Regions from separate parts of the Zea mays genome. Here region 2 is linked to region 1. Evidence: chromatin contacts called from public Hi-C data. All regions are on one chromosome and are shown on one strand. Each heading gives the region's core, a stretch centred on a gene start, on an enhancer-like site or on the middle of the called end of the contact. The rest is flanking DNA. Distances are from core to core; before and after follow the strand shown. Region 1 has its middle 34 kb from the start of LOC103647424. Region 2 holds the start of LOC100285849.

The links. A called contact is a pair of places that touch in the nucleus more often than the background predicts.
Region 2: a contact with region 1 is called in a Hi-C map of ear, with 3 times the contacts expected there. The contact joins the promoter of LOC100285849 here to the enhancer-like site in region 1. A contact is called at or near these places in 4 of 25 Hi-C or Micro-C datasets (ear, leaf and tassel).

What each region holds. Positions count from the first base shown.
Region 1 is chr2:185,398,587-185,404,717 of Zm-B73-REFERENCE-NAM-5.0, reverse strand. No RefSeq gene overlaps it. Among protein-coding and RNA genes, the nearest start is that of LOC103647424, 34 kb to the right of the region's middle. Within about 2 kb of position 2,242, at least 17 of the 20 cell types and tissues checked have an H3K27ac peak or open chromatin away from gene starts, as enhancers often do. A contact at or near this core is called in ear and leaf, where this site is marked.
Region 2 is chr2:185,473,229-185,479,512 of Zm-B73-REFERENCE-NAM-5.0, reverse strand. It overlaps LOC100285849, which reads right to left and starts at 4,399. Exons shown (of 1, transcript NM_001372345.1): 1 at 2,513-4,399. The coding sequence starts at 4,185. The coding sequence ends at 2,800.

The DNA.
Region 1 (6,131 bases), core at 993-3,492:
TGAACTATTTGTTGTAATGGAATTGCTATATGTTGTTATGATTATGTTGTCTTACATTGGATTGTTAAGTTTTCTATTATTGTGTTAGGGAACATGACTTCCATTTTCTATTTTTGTGCGAGTTTTGTAGTAATGGAGCCCATTAACACTGTCCTCGGCCACAGGCACTGCTCGAACTTGTCTCATAGGCGGCTTCTGCCAGTTTTCCGTCTTTGTACACATGATGAGGTGTGTCTACTCGCCCTTGCTAGGTTACAAGGTGCGGCTAATTCTTACCTTAACATGTTGATTAACGTGTTAAAATTCATTGATTTATACTTTTCTTTTGGTTATAGGGTACATGCTCCTGGTTTACTTATGTTTGCATGCTTGGTTGCGTAACACTAACATAGGAATGAATCTTTCACAATGAATTGTGCACTCTCTATATTTGTAGAGACCACTAGAGACTTGATACATGTTGTTTCATGTGACACCCTGATTTTTGAACAACAAAAAATTTCAAAGTTTAGTTTAATTTGATAAGGTTTGAGTGATTTAGATTCATGCAATATGATTTTATGTAATTCTTTATTAATCAATTAAAATAGATATCGGATCAAATGTTTTCTTGCATTTCATGTTGGTGCAAAGTTTTTGTCTGTTAGCTTGTGTTGTTTGAATGGATATATTTTTTTCAAAACCCCTTTTGATTTTGAAATTCAAATCAAAAAACCAAATATCCCTAAAGGAAAAAAGGAAAAACATTTCTCTCTCCCCTTCCACGCTTTTGATCTAGACCCCTCCACCGCGGCCCGTGCGCACGTACGACCCTGCATCCACCACATGTCAACCTTAGAGCAGTCCCACACCCCACCATCAGCATATCGGATTGCTCGGAGCCACAACCGACCCCCACCTCTCGTTGAAGCCTTGGACCCACATGTTAGGTTTGCCCTCAATCTCCAAACACCGTTCTCATGCGGAGCCAACGCACGACGTCGTGCAACCTTCCCATCTCCACGTGTAGTTTGGCCCCTCCGTGCCCACACCACCCTCCTCTATAAATGTGTGCATCCCTGCACCATTACCTAAGCCCCACTTTCGCCCGTCAATGTCGCCAGGTTGTTCCTCTACTCCCTGCCCACATGTCATCGCCGTCGTCGCAGTTATGTTGTAGAGCCTGCATTTTGTCCCAGCCGTCGAGCTTTGATGGGTAAGCTTTGCCCTTGTTTCTCGCATCCAAAACACACCTCGATTTACTCTCTCACCCTCTTGTCGCCCTAGCCACCATCATCCTTTGCAGTCGGATCATCGTTCGAGTCCATCGCCCTGTCCTGGTGACACCAGCCTATCTCCAGAGTCGAGGAACCGTCATCAAGTTTCCCTCGCCCGCCTCATGCCCCGTGCGCCATCAACATGTTGGGTTGCTCTCTGCACCTTACTAACCCATCAGCACCGTAATCCTGCGTAGGCCAAGCCCCACCGCCATCGAACCCCGACTTTGAGTCCTTCAACGGCCGTCGTGACCGTGCTTTGAGCTTAATATAGAGGTAAGGAACTAATCCAACCCATCTCCACCCTCAAGTTATCTTTTACTACATCCGTTCTTGAATATTTATCGCACGCTAGTTTATTTTTAAACTAAAACACGACAAATAAGAAAGAACATAGCGAATATATAAAATAACAACACGGTTTTGTAGGTGCAAGCATTCACATATATCACTCCTAATCTTCTAAAGTGAAGATATCTGAACGTCTATGTCGCACACTGATATAAGTCGTACAATATATAGTTTTTTTTATAGAAAAGATCACAATTTGCAGAATTTGATAAAAGTAGACGACTGCACGTAGCATTATATTTGTCCCGTCAAGAGTGTCATTCTAGTTTTACCATAAATCAAACAACCTTATGTTTAACTAAATTTACCTACGGTGCCAAATGAATAAAGCATCATTAGCAATTTAGAAATCTCGAGGGCGCAAAATGACAAACGGACAGGCGGCCCAAAGCAAAGGCGTCATTGCCTGCATCCAAGGGCGTCGCGTGCCTCGCATGTATGGGCGTCACGGTGCATGCATGCATGCAGGCAGGCCATCACGAGCCGGCAACAACACCAAGGTCCCAAGGGCGCAGCAAAACGACTACACGAAGCCAGTCGAGACAAATAATTGAGCGATGACGCTGTACTGTACACAGCGACCGCTCGTCCAACATGCCACGCCGTGGCATCGCCGTTGGAAAAGACGAGCATTATTGGCTTGCCCTGAAGTTGACACGCATTATTCTTGGCCCCAGACGGGGGCACGCGAGGCTTGCTGGGCGGTGTGGATGACATGGCTCCGTCCTGCCACTTGGCGGCTGGCCCTGCACGCCCACCGGTCGATCGGAGACGTCGTTTTTTTTAATCTCTGATGGGTACCATCAAGATACTCTACTCCTTGATTATATTCTCTGGCCCTTCGAATCTGGGTTTTGTGGCCCGGAGGCTCCGACCCTACGTATGCGATAGAGAAACAGAGTAAATAATAACAGGCGCTTGTATTATTGCGATTTCCTATATATGTCGCCTGGCCAAGCCCACAGAACCTGAATTAATAGGTGTGTCAGTATCCAGGTCATTGCTACATGATCATTCTTCATGTATCCTGGTTCGAAGGGACGAAATATCTTACCAGTTCTTGTGAAGAAAAAAAAATGACTTTTTCTTTTGAAAACTCACGAAGGACACAAAAACTTAAAAACAGGAACAACAAGAAATAAAAACAGGAACAACGAGAAAGGAAGCCCAACAGGACGATGGCTACAGCTACCGCTATTCGGACCACTCGAAAAATCCGACTCCGTGGCTCGAAATCGGAATCCCAGTCAAAGACCATCCGCTCGTGCGCAAGAATAGCTAGTGTTCCGAATTTTTTTTTTTTTTTGGAGTTTGTTAGTTAAACCTATAAGATTAACTTGGAAACCAATTTTTAATAGGTTCAGACTCCCTTTATATAGATGAAGGGCTACGGTCGATTGAACCTTCACAATCGATCCAATTAAATCTACTTATCGTTTTTACCATATGATTTAGGAGTAGCTCTAGTTTAGCTCTAGTTTAGCCTTACTCTACCTCGAATCTTCACCTCTCTTCGGCTCTACATCGACTATAGGCGCCTTGGGTGGCCTGTCAACGCTAAGACACACCCTACGATATCTCCTCCCCGACGGGGTCCTTCCGGGAGGTGAGATCTAGGTCTGCTGCGAAGAAGACGACGCTCTGCATCCTCACGGGCCGTCCGAGCCCTAGACGCGGACCATCTGGACGTACGCAGAGGAAGAGCCGCTCCCGCGCCAGATCGCGGACCGTCTGACCCTATGTCGTAGACCGTCCACGCCTCAGCACCGCCAGGTGGTCCGTCCTAGTGTTTGGCATCCAAACCGGCGCCAACACACTTTTTGGCGACTCCGCTGGGGATCAGGTGTCTAGATCTACTAAAAACCAGGCCCTCAAATGGCTGGTTCTAAAGATAACACCGATATCTTCCCGGACGATATCCTGAAGTCGACTGTTGAATGTCTGATAGTCGATGAGCAACAGTAATACGAATACTATATGCCTCAAACGAAGGAGAAATTCTTGTCACAATACACGGTGGATCGCCACTTGTCAAACATGGAGAAACCGATGTCGCATCTCTTCTACCTTCGCTTCAAGTCTCCAACGTAAGTAAACCCGACGACATCCAATCTATTAAACAATATGTAGATCAGCAGCAAAATCAAATGAAATAGTAGATTGGAGGGTTAGAACAATCAATTAGAAAATTAACACGTTCCTTGGAGAAATCTGTTGCTCCTAGTTTTCCATCACATGAAACTAGTAATAGGATATCTATGTCTAATATATCAGCAACAAATAGGGATTCGTAGCCCCAGCCATTATATGGTATGCCGATGAACTCATATCCAACGCAAATACCACCATCGCCGTCCCTGCTTGGCAGATCTGCGCCCCTGGACATGGTCGGACCGTCCGAGCTTTTGCTCGGACAGTTTGGCCCTTATGTGGACCGTCCGACTTTCCCTGTCGGACAGTCTGGGGCCGCACCAAGACCACCACATGGCTCCCTAATAGTAGCGAACACAACCGGCCAGTTTGGATTTACCACCACAAAGACTGGATACGCATACGCAGAACCTATTGTTGTACATTATGCATCAAATTATTACATGCCACTGCAGCAGTATGTTTCGCCCCCTGCATATTTAAACCACTGCGCACCATATGATCACAGGTCGATCAACATTTGCATTCTCAAGGCTAGAAATAGAAGTATGGCATGAAGATAACTCAAAAGATAACAATTCATTTTTCTTCATTGCCAAGGTAAGGGATTTTTCTACTTCTATAAATTTATCATGTTCTTCATAAAGCAAATCATCTTACTTTTCTAACAATCTATCCTTCTCATTTAAATCATTAATTAATTCATTAGTTTTATCTACTTTTAATCTATCTAAGCTCTTAAAAAGATCATTATAGTCTACACCATCATCGAACTCCTCATCGCTAGAAGAAGTGTATTTAGGAGTATCACGTGTAAGTACCTTCTTCCCCTTGGCCATGAGGCATGTGTGGCGCTCATTGGGGAAGAGAGTAAACTTGTTGAAGGTCGAGGCGACGAGTCCCATGTCGTTGGAGTCAGATGAAGAGCAGTCTGAATCCCATTCCTTGACGATGTGTGCCTCTCCCTTATTCTTGTAGAACTTCTCCTTCTCCTTCCCCTTGGAGCTCTTTTCTTATGTCTGGTCATTATTATCAGGACATTGTGCAATAAAATGACCAGACTTACCACACTTGAAGCACTCGCCCTTTCCCCTTGATTTGTTCTTGTTGGGGTACTCCTTAATTGCGTCCCTTCAATATGCTTGTCTCCTTTTCCTTGGAGCTCTTTTCTTCTTGATGTGCTTCTTCTTATTCTTCCCATCCGTCTTCTTGTTGTTTGAGCCCGAGTCGATATGCTTGTCTCCTTTGGGCTCATTGTTGATTGTCTCCTTCTCATCAATCATCTTGCCCATCCCTTTAGCGTCGTCGATAGCCATTTCTTTAAGTTGTTAGACCCAAACGAAGAGACCGGTTCTGATACCAATTGAGAGCACCTAGAGGGGGTGAATAGGTGATCCTGCAAAATATTACTTAAAACACACAAAACTTGGTCTAAAAATTAGAGTTAGTGGAAATTAAACCAAGTTTGAGAGAGGGAAAAGAGAGAAAAGTTCCCTTCACTTGATTGCTCTACCAAGATATGAATTAAACTTAGAGAAATATCACAAGTGAGAATAGAGAACTTGGGAAGAGGAAAAATCGTAATAAAGTAAATGAGACAAGACATAGTGATTTATCCCATGGTTCGACCAAAGCCTACCTCCACATTGTGGTGTCTTTTTTCGGACAAGGGTAGTAATCAACCCCTCTCAAGTGATCACTAAGATCAACTTGAGTGACATGATTTTCTTTCTCTTCTCTATATCTCGTTTGTGAGGATCTCCACAAATTAGAGTCTCTAATAGCCTTACAAGATTATCACAATTAAGACTTTGAGTAAGAGAGGGAGAAAGAAGACACACACAAAAGCATAGCGCAACAACACACGCAAGAAAACCAAACAATGAGTGCAAGAACACAGTATCTTAGTTACAACTCAAAACCGATGATCTGATCTCACTAGAATCACTGGAATGCGTGCTTGCAAAGATTCAGAGTGTTGGTGTGCTCTTGAGATACTTGGGTACTGGTATGAGGTGCATAGGGTCCCTGTATAGTCATAAGGGGCCTAGGAGCCATTGCAATCTCATATGGAAGCCCCAAAACTTCTCTGTCATTGAGGTGCCTAGGGTCCCTTTTACAGTCATAAGGGGCCTAAGAGTCGTTGCAATCTCGTATGGAAGCCCAAAAACTTCCCTATTTGCGGGCGCACCGAACCGGTCCGGTGCACCACCGGACCGGGTCTATGCACCCCTAGCTCGGGATCTGATTCGTGCTTTCCTTATACTTATGGGCACCGGACACCGGACCGATCAATAACGTCGGCTAGCCGTTGTGTCGGGAGAACCATTGGAGAAGTGGTCCGGTGGCACACCGGACCACGAACAGTAGTGG
Region 2 (6,284 bases), core at 3,150-5,649, 73 kb before region 1:
TTATATGAATAGCCAAATATCCATGGCTGTTTAAGAATAACCTTTTTTAGATAATGGAACTAAAATTTCAGCATCTACCATCCGTAGATGGCACACAACTAAAAGTCAAATATAATTCAAAGCGATGAAATTTAAACTCTTATATCCAAGAGAAGGAAATAAAAGCAACAAAGTTCAACCCATCTAAGCCAAACGACTACCAGCTTGGAAAATGAATTAGGACTCAATTTAGTTCCTAAAGCTCCACTCGAACTTTTTGAAGACCGCGATGGTCATTATTTTTAAGTTTGTGCATCCATATTTGAACGCTAGTTATTACTCTTTCTTGTGTAGCAGAGTGCAGAGACCACTGTAAAATCTACTATGTCCTCCTAAAAATTACCTACAATATATAACAGACTTGGTGTTGTTAAAGAATAAAGACTATATCATTTTTTTTCAAACATAGAACCCAACATAGCACAGTGCAACTGACCCTAACAAATTTGGCTTCTGAACTAAAGAGACAAGCCATTTAGCCAATAACCAAATATATTAGCAATGCTAGTGGATGGTTGAATTCCAAATACAAAAGGCACAATATTCCAAACAGATCTCACAAAGTGGTAATAAAAATGTTGAATAATCTCAAAAATAGTACAAAGTAACACTTGACACTTTTCTTGTTTTTTTGCTAAGCTAACCACTTTTTATTCTTGTCGCATAATATAAGGCGTGCTCTCTTAAGCATACGCACATCAATACAGTAGTATAGAAAGAATTAAATGTATTTTTTGTTCTTTAAAGCAGAGGTGGTTACGACTTATATATTGAGACGAAAGGAGTATATCATAATCTTATAGATGGATCAGTCTGTAAATACGTCGTTCTTACTAAGATTCCAAAGAAACACATTCCTCTCGTTCGTAAGGTTTACAGGGACTACTTTAGACACTAGACCATACCAAGAAGTCATTTTTTTGGCTAAGCAAACCTATCTTGAATGACACATTAGGCCTTGTTCGGTTGTGTTTGGATTGAAGAGAATTGAGGAGATTAAATTTCCTTCTATTCAAAATAGAAGGAAATTTAATCTCCTCAATTCTCTTCAATCCAAACACAACCGAACAAGGCATTAAGTGGTACAATCCATAGAACATTTGCTATTGTATCACCCTTTCTCCTTACTATCCTATACAGATTGAGATATATCTACCTAAAAGGCTTATCTTCCAACCAAGTATCCTCCCAAAAGCTAATTTCCTGCTGCTTCGTACTTTGAATCTTTCATCGGCCAAAAAATCATTCTCGTCCTTGGTAAGGCCACTCCAAAACTGAGAATCTTCTGGTGTGTATTGCATTTATGTCAAAGATTTGTTAATAGGACACCACCTATCATGTATTCATGTCTATATGTTTTTTTTACTCATGTTACGATCCGTAGTTATCTAATTATTGGGGAAAATCTTTACATACTTTAAAAAGATAGCATAAACATAGACAAACCAGTTAATCAAGATTGGTTTCCCTTGAGGGCCTGCTGGTTTTAATCTCAACTTATATGAATTGAACGAGATTGAGTGACTTAAAATCCTAACGGGTCACAATCCTTCTTTGGCCTTGTTTATTTATACCAATCCAACTTTAAATTATCATGGATTGGAATTAAATCCTTGTCACAATTCATGCCCCAAAATAATTCAAGCCTACTTAATTTTTTTATTTGGTTAGACCCATCATAGATTATAACCCAATGTTTTAAGAATTTTTTAAACTATGGAAGACATGATGCTATAATTCTATCCATGGCTCATTAGGTATGGAACAAATCTATGAAGATATTTGCACAAGTTTATATTATAATCTATGAAGGGATTGGGTGTGAGGTATGGATTCACACAATTAAGATTAAAATTAAATTCATTATGAGATTTTATTCCTTGTAACCGAACGAGGTCTTAATTTTTTTTATCTCATCCAATTCAAATAGAGTGGAAATGAGTGAACAAGGCTTGAAAGCACCCTCCTAATTTCCGCTGGATGCCAGCATAATCATCCAATCATCGTCCCGTAATTTCTTGGAGGAGGTTCCTCTGACGTACTGCAGGGGCAGTAGGGTCACTGCACGCGGGCCCTGTCGCACGCGGGGGCCACGCGGCAGTGCCCTCTCCTCACGTCAGAGGATCTCGTTCCTAATTTCTTACCGTATATCGGCGTACCTAGATACTAAGGCTCGTTTGGGAGCCACAAAACCAGAGAGGATTAAAGAAGCTAGAATCCTCTCCTTATTCAAATGTAAATAAAAAAGAGATTCTAGCTGATTAAGAAGAGGATTATAGCATCTCTAATCTACTTAGGTTTTGTGGCTCTCAAACTAGTCTTAAAAGTAAGAACCCCACCCACCAAAAAAAACGTACACCAAAAGAATCTGCATATTCTTATTAACAGTCCCCTTAGCTGCTCTGGAAACCACATAGTAATAATTTGATTTAATTGCGAATGGCACAATCATTCAGATGGGCAAAAATCATATGGCGACCAAAACAAAATTGTGTATGTGCGCATCTCCACAAAATAGCGATTATATGATCTACAAAACTTTGCAAGCCGATCGAACACTCCCGGCTCGATTCGGCTCTCGTGTCGACAGAAACCTCTCTTCAGTTTTGCACTTGTTCTCTTCCTGTACAACATACGACTCATAACGAACTAGCCATGGCTGTCTCGAAGCAACAACGGAAACTTTACATGATGCCGATGCAGCCGTGTAAGGCTGGCTCCAACAGGCGTGGACGCCAGGACGAACGGGCGGCCGTAGGTTCACGCGGTCCCAACGACGGCGGCCGGGCTGTCGCCCTGCCACGCCCAGACGATTTCCGCGAGCCCCGGACGGACGTCCACAGCGCAGAACTTGTTGAAGTCCAGCGCGTCCCCGGCGTCGTGCGCGAACTCGACGACGGCCACGTCCACGGCCACCTCGAGCACCTCGGCGGTGACAGCGAGCCGTCCGTTTGTGCCCCCGGCCTTAGCCTCCATCCTCACCTTCCAGCCCTTCCCCCTGGTGGTCTCGAATCCCAGGGCGCGCGCTGCGGACTCGAGCTTCTCCACCACGGTGGCCGCCGGCGCGCGGGCCGTGAACACGGTCGCGGCCTTCTGTTCGTTCTCGAACAGCCCCGACAGGTCGAGCCCGGAGGACATGGAGGAGATGAGCTGGAACGCGTTGCACGACCGAGGAGAGGTGGCGCCAGAGTTGCTGCTGCTGTCGAAGAGCGCACCGCCGCCGTCGTCATCTCCGTCCAGCCGTTTCTTGGGCGTCATCGGGGGTGAAACTGAAAGGACGGGCGGCACGAAGCCCTTCCTGAACCACGGCGTGCACATGACCTCCGGGATAGAGGCGCGCTTGGCGGGGTCGACGACGAGCAGGCGCGCGATGAGGCGGCGCGCGTCGCCGGACACCCAGGGCGGCACCTGGTACTCGGCCTTGAAGATCCTCTGGTACATCTTGGCGCAGTTGTCGTGCTGGAACGGGAGGAAGCCGCAGAGCAGGACGTAGAGCACGACGCCGCAGGACCAGAGGTCGGCGCGGGCGCCGTCGTAGCCGCGCTTCCTGAGCACCTCGGGCGCGACGTACGCGGGGGTGCCGCACTGCGTGTGGAGCAGGCCGTCGTGGCGCAGCTGCTCGGGCAGCGCGGCGAGCCCGAAGTCGGTGACCTTGAGCCGGCCGTCCCCGTCGAGCAGCAGGTTCTCGGGCTTGAGGTCCCGGTGCGCGACGCCGCGGCGGTGGCAGAAGCCGACGGCGGCCACGAGCTGCTGGAAGTAGCGCCGCGCGTGGTCCTCGGTGAGGCGGCCCCGGGCCACCTTGGCGAAGAGCTCCCCGCCGCGCGCGTACTCCATGACCACGAAGACGCGGGAGCGGCTGGCGAGCACCTCCCGGATGCCCACCACGTTGGGGTGGCGCACCATCCGCATGATGGAGATCTCCCGGCGCAGCTGCTCCACCATCCCCTCCATGCGCCGCAGCCGCGCCTTGTCGATCACCTTGATGGCCACGCTGGTGCTGCCCGTGCCGGCGGCGGCGCTCAGGTCCCGCGCGTAGTACACCTTGGCGAAGGTGCCCTGCCCCAGCAGGCGGCCCAGCTCGTACTTGCCCAGGACCAGCTTCCGCTCCTCTCCTCCGGCCTCCCCTTCCTGCCTTGATCTCGCCATGGCCTCTGCCGGTTACTGTGTTACTACTGGCTGTCTGGCTGCTGCTGCTTGTTGTTGCCGTTACTGGGAGCTCCGTCTCAGTGCTAGCATGCGCTACCGATTTAGTGGCACCTGGCGGGCACAGCACATGGTTTTCCTTGGGGGCCCGGGGGAACGTCGGCTCGTCTCGTATATGGTTGGGATGTGGGCTCGAGCACGCCAGCACACGGGATTTGGGAAGTCGTTGGGCGCCGGTGTCTCGCTTATTTATTTGTATGTAGCGGTGTGATGTGGTGCTCGGCGGACCAACGGGAGGCGGGCACGCGGACCTGACGGGTGGGGTCGGCTCAGTTGAACCGTGCGGTGGAGCCGCGAGGAGGGGGTGAGGTGGGAGCCCCCTATTGGCGGCGGGAGCGGGGAAGGGCCCCTTAGACTGACTGCAGCGCTCCCCCCTTCCCCTCCCCTCCCCTATCACTGTAGACGGTATAGGGGATACTGTTCACCCCTTGAAGCCGCAACGCTCGTTGCTACGCGCCCCCTCCGCCGCGACCCTCTTCTCTCTCACCCCAGATGCAGCGCGCGACTGTGCACTCCTCCTCCACGGCTTCACGCGGAAGACTCCGCCCGCGCCACCGACCGGAACCTTCGCGGTCGTCTTCTGTCCCGTTGGAGGCGTCTGCGATTTCGGACGAGGCGTCGGCGATTCGTGCGCGGAAAGGTTGCGACCGCGCCGGTCCCCGTCGGGGCTGTGGAAGACGAAGTGGAGTTGGTCACCAACCACCTCCAGTCGCGAGCGAAGACGAAGCGGCCGCAAATCCGGCTCCGTCGAGGTTCCTCGCGAGCGCTAGCTTCGTTTGCCGCTCCGAGCATCGACGCCTTCATCGGCTCCGGGAATCAACGCTTCGATTCCTCTTCTCTCCGCCCAAATCTCCGGATCTTCAGGTACGCCCTTCGACTCCTATTGTTTATGTTCTTCTTGCGCGCATATTTGAACAAGTAATTTGTACACCAACTCACTAATCCTTTGGACCGTAAGTGATTTCATCCTAGAAGACCCGATTAATCCGCAGTTCAAAGAACTCCACGGATCTGGTGTGCCTTTTAGGGTTACACATTTCTATGGTACTCACCCGCTTAATATCCTCCATATTTACTGCAACTAATGGTAGTTCTTACTATTACGGCCACAACGTCTGCAGATTCCATTAATTTGTAATCCCTACACTACGGACTCACTTGGATAGTGCGTTCAAGTGTCAAGTCTTCTGCGAATTAATTTTTGATCCCCACTGTCCAGAACAACAGCTCATTTTACTAATGTACCACACAGATTCGTCGTAGGGTCAGGCAAAATGTGTTACCTTAGCCAACGAAGGGTAATGTTCATTGTTTATTAAACTTCTTAAAACTGTCATCAACATATCAGATGGTCCATTACTTCGTTAGTTACTATGAATGATGTTCATTCATATTGTTAGGTGTATGTCATCCCAAATATTTTTGTCACCCTTGTATACGACTGGAGGATACAAAAATATTGTGGACCTTCATATAGTAGGTTTGTTTATTCTTACAACAACTAATTTATGTTTTCTTGTACTAATGTGTACACCCCTCACGTATTTCACAATATCTGACCATGAACATTTTGTTTTCTACAGCATCTTATGGTATGAGCACACAGTTCTTTATTATGTACATTATGTTAGTGCTTGCATGGATTACATAGCTTGTTTTTTGTATCCTTCAATGTTTTCTACAACCGTCACATTTAAGTTATGTTTGTGGTTACATGGAGTGCATTGCTTGTTTTTTTGTATCCTTGATATGTTTTGTACAACCCTGTCATGAAAGTTATGTTTCTGGTTTACATTGAGTGCATTGCTTGCATATTCAATCCATGAACTAATGATACAACAACAATGTTTATAAGTCAATAGGCAGCTATGACAAACATCTGTATACCCTACTACTACATTTTATTTAATTCTCATTGTCACACGTTTCCCTTAGCAGTCATACTTGTGTAAATATTTTATGTTCCATGCTGCTATTTGAATGCTACATTTCAAATCATTACATGTCGGAGGCATCATAGTTGTTAAAGGTTTTCGGAGATA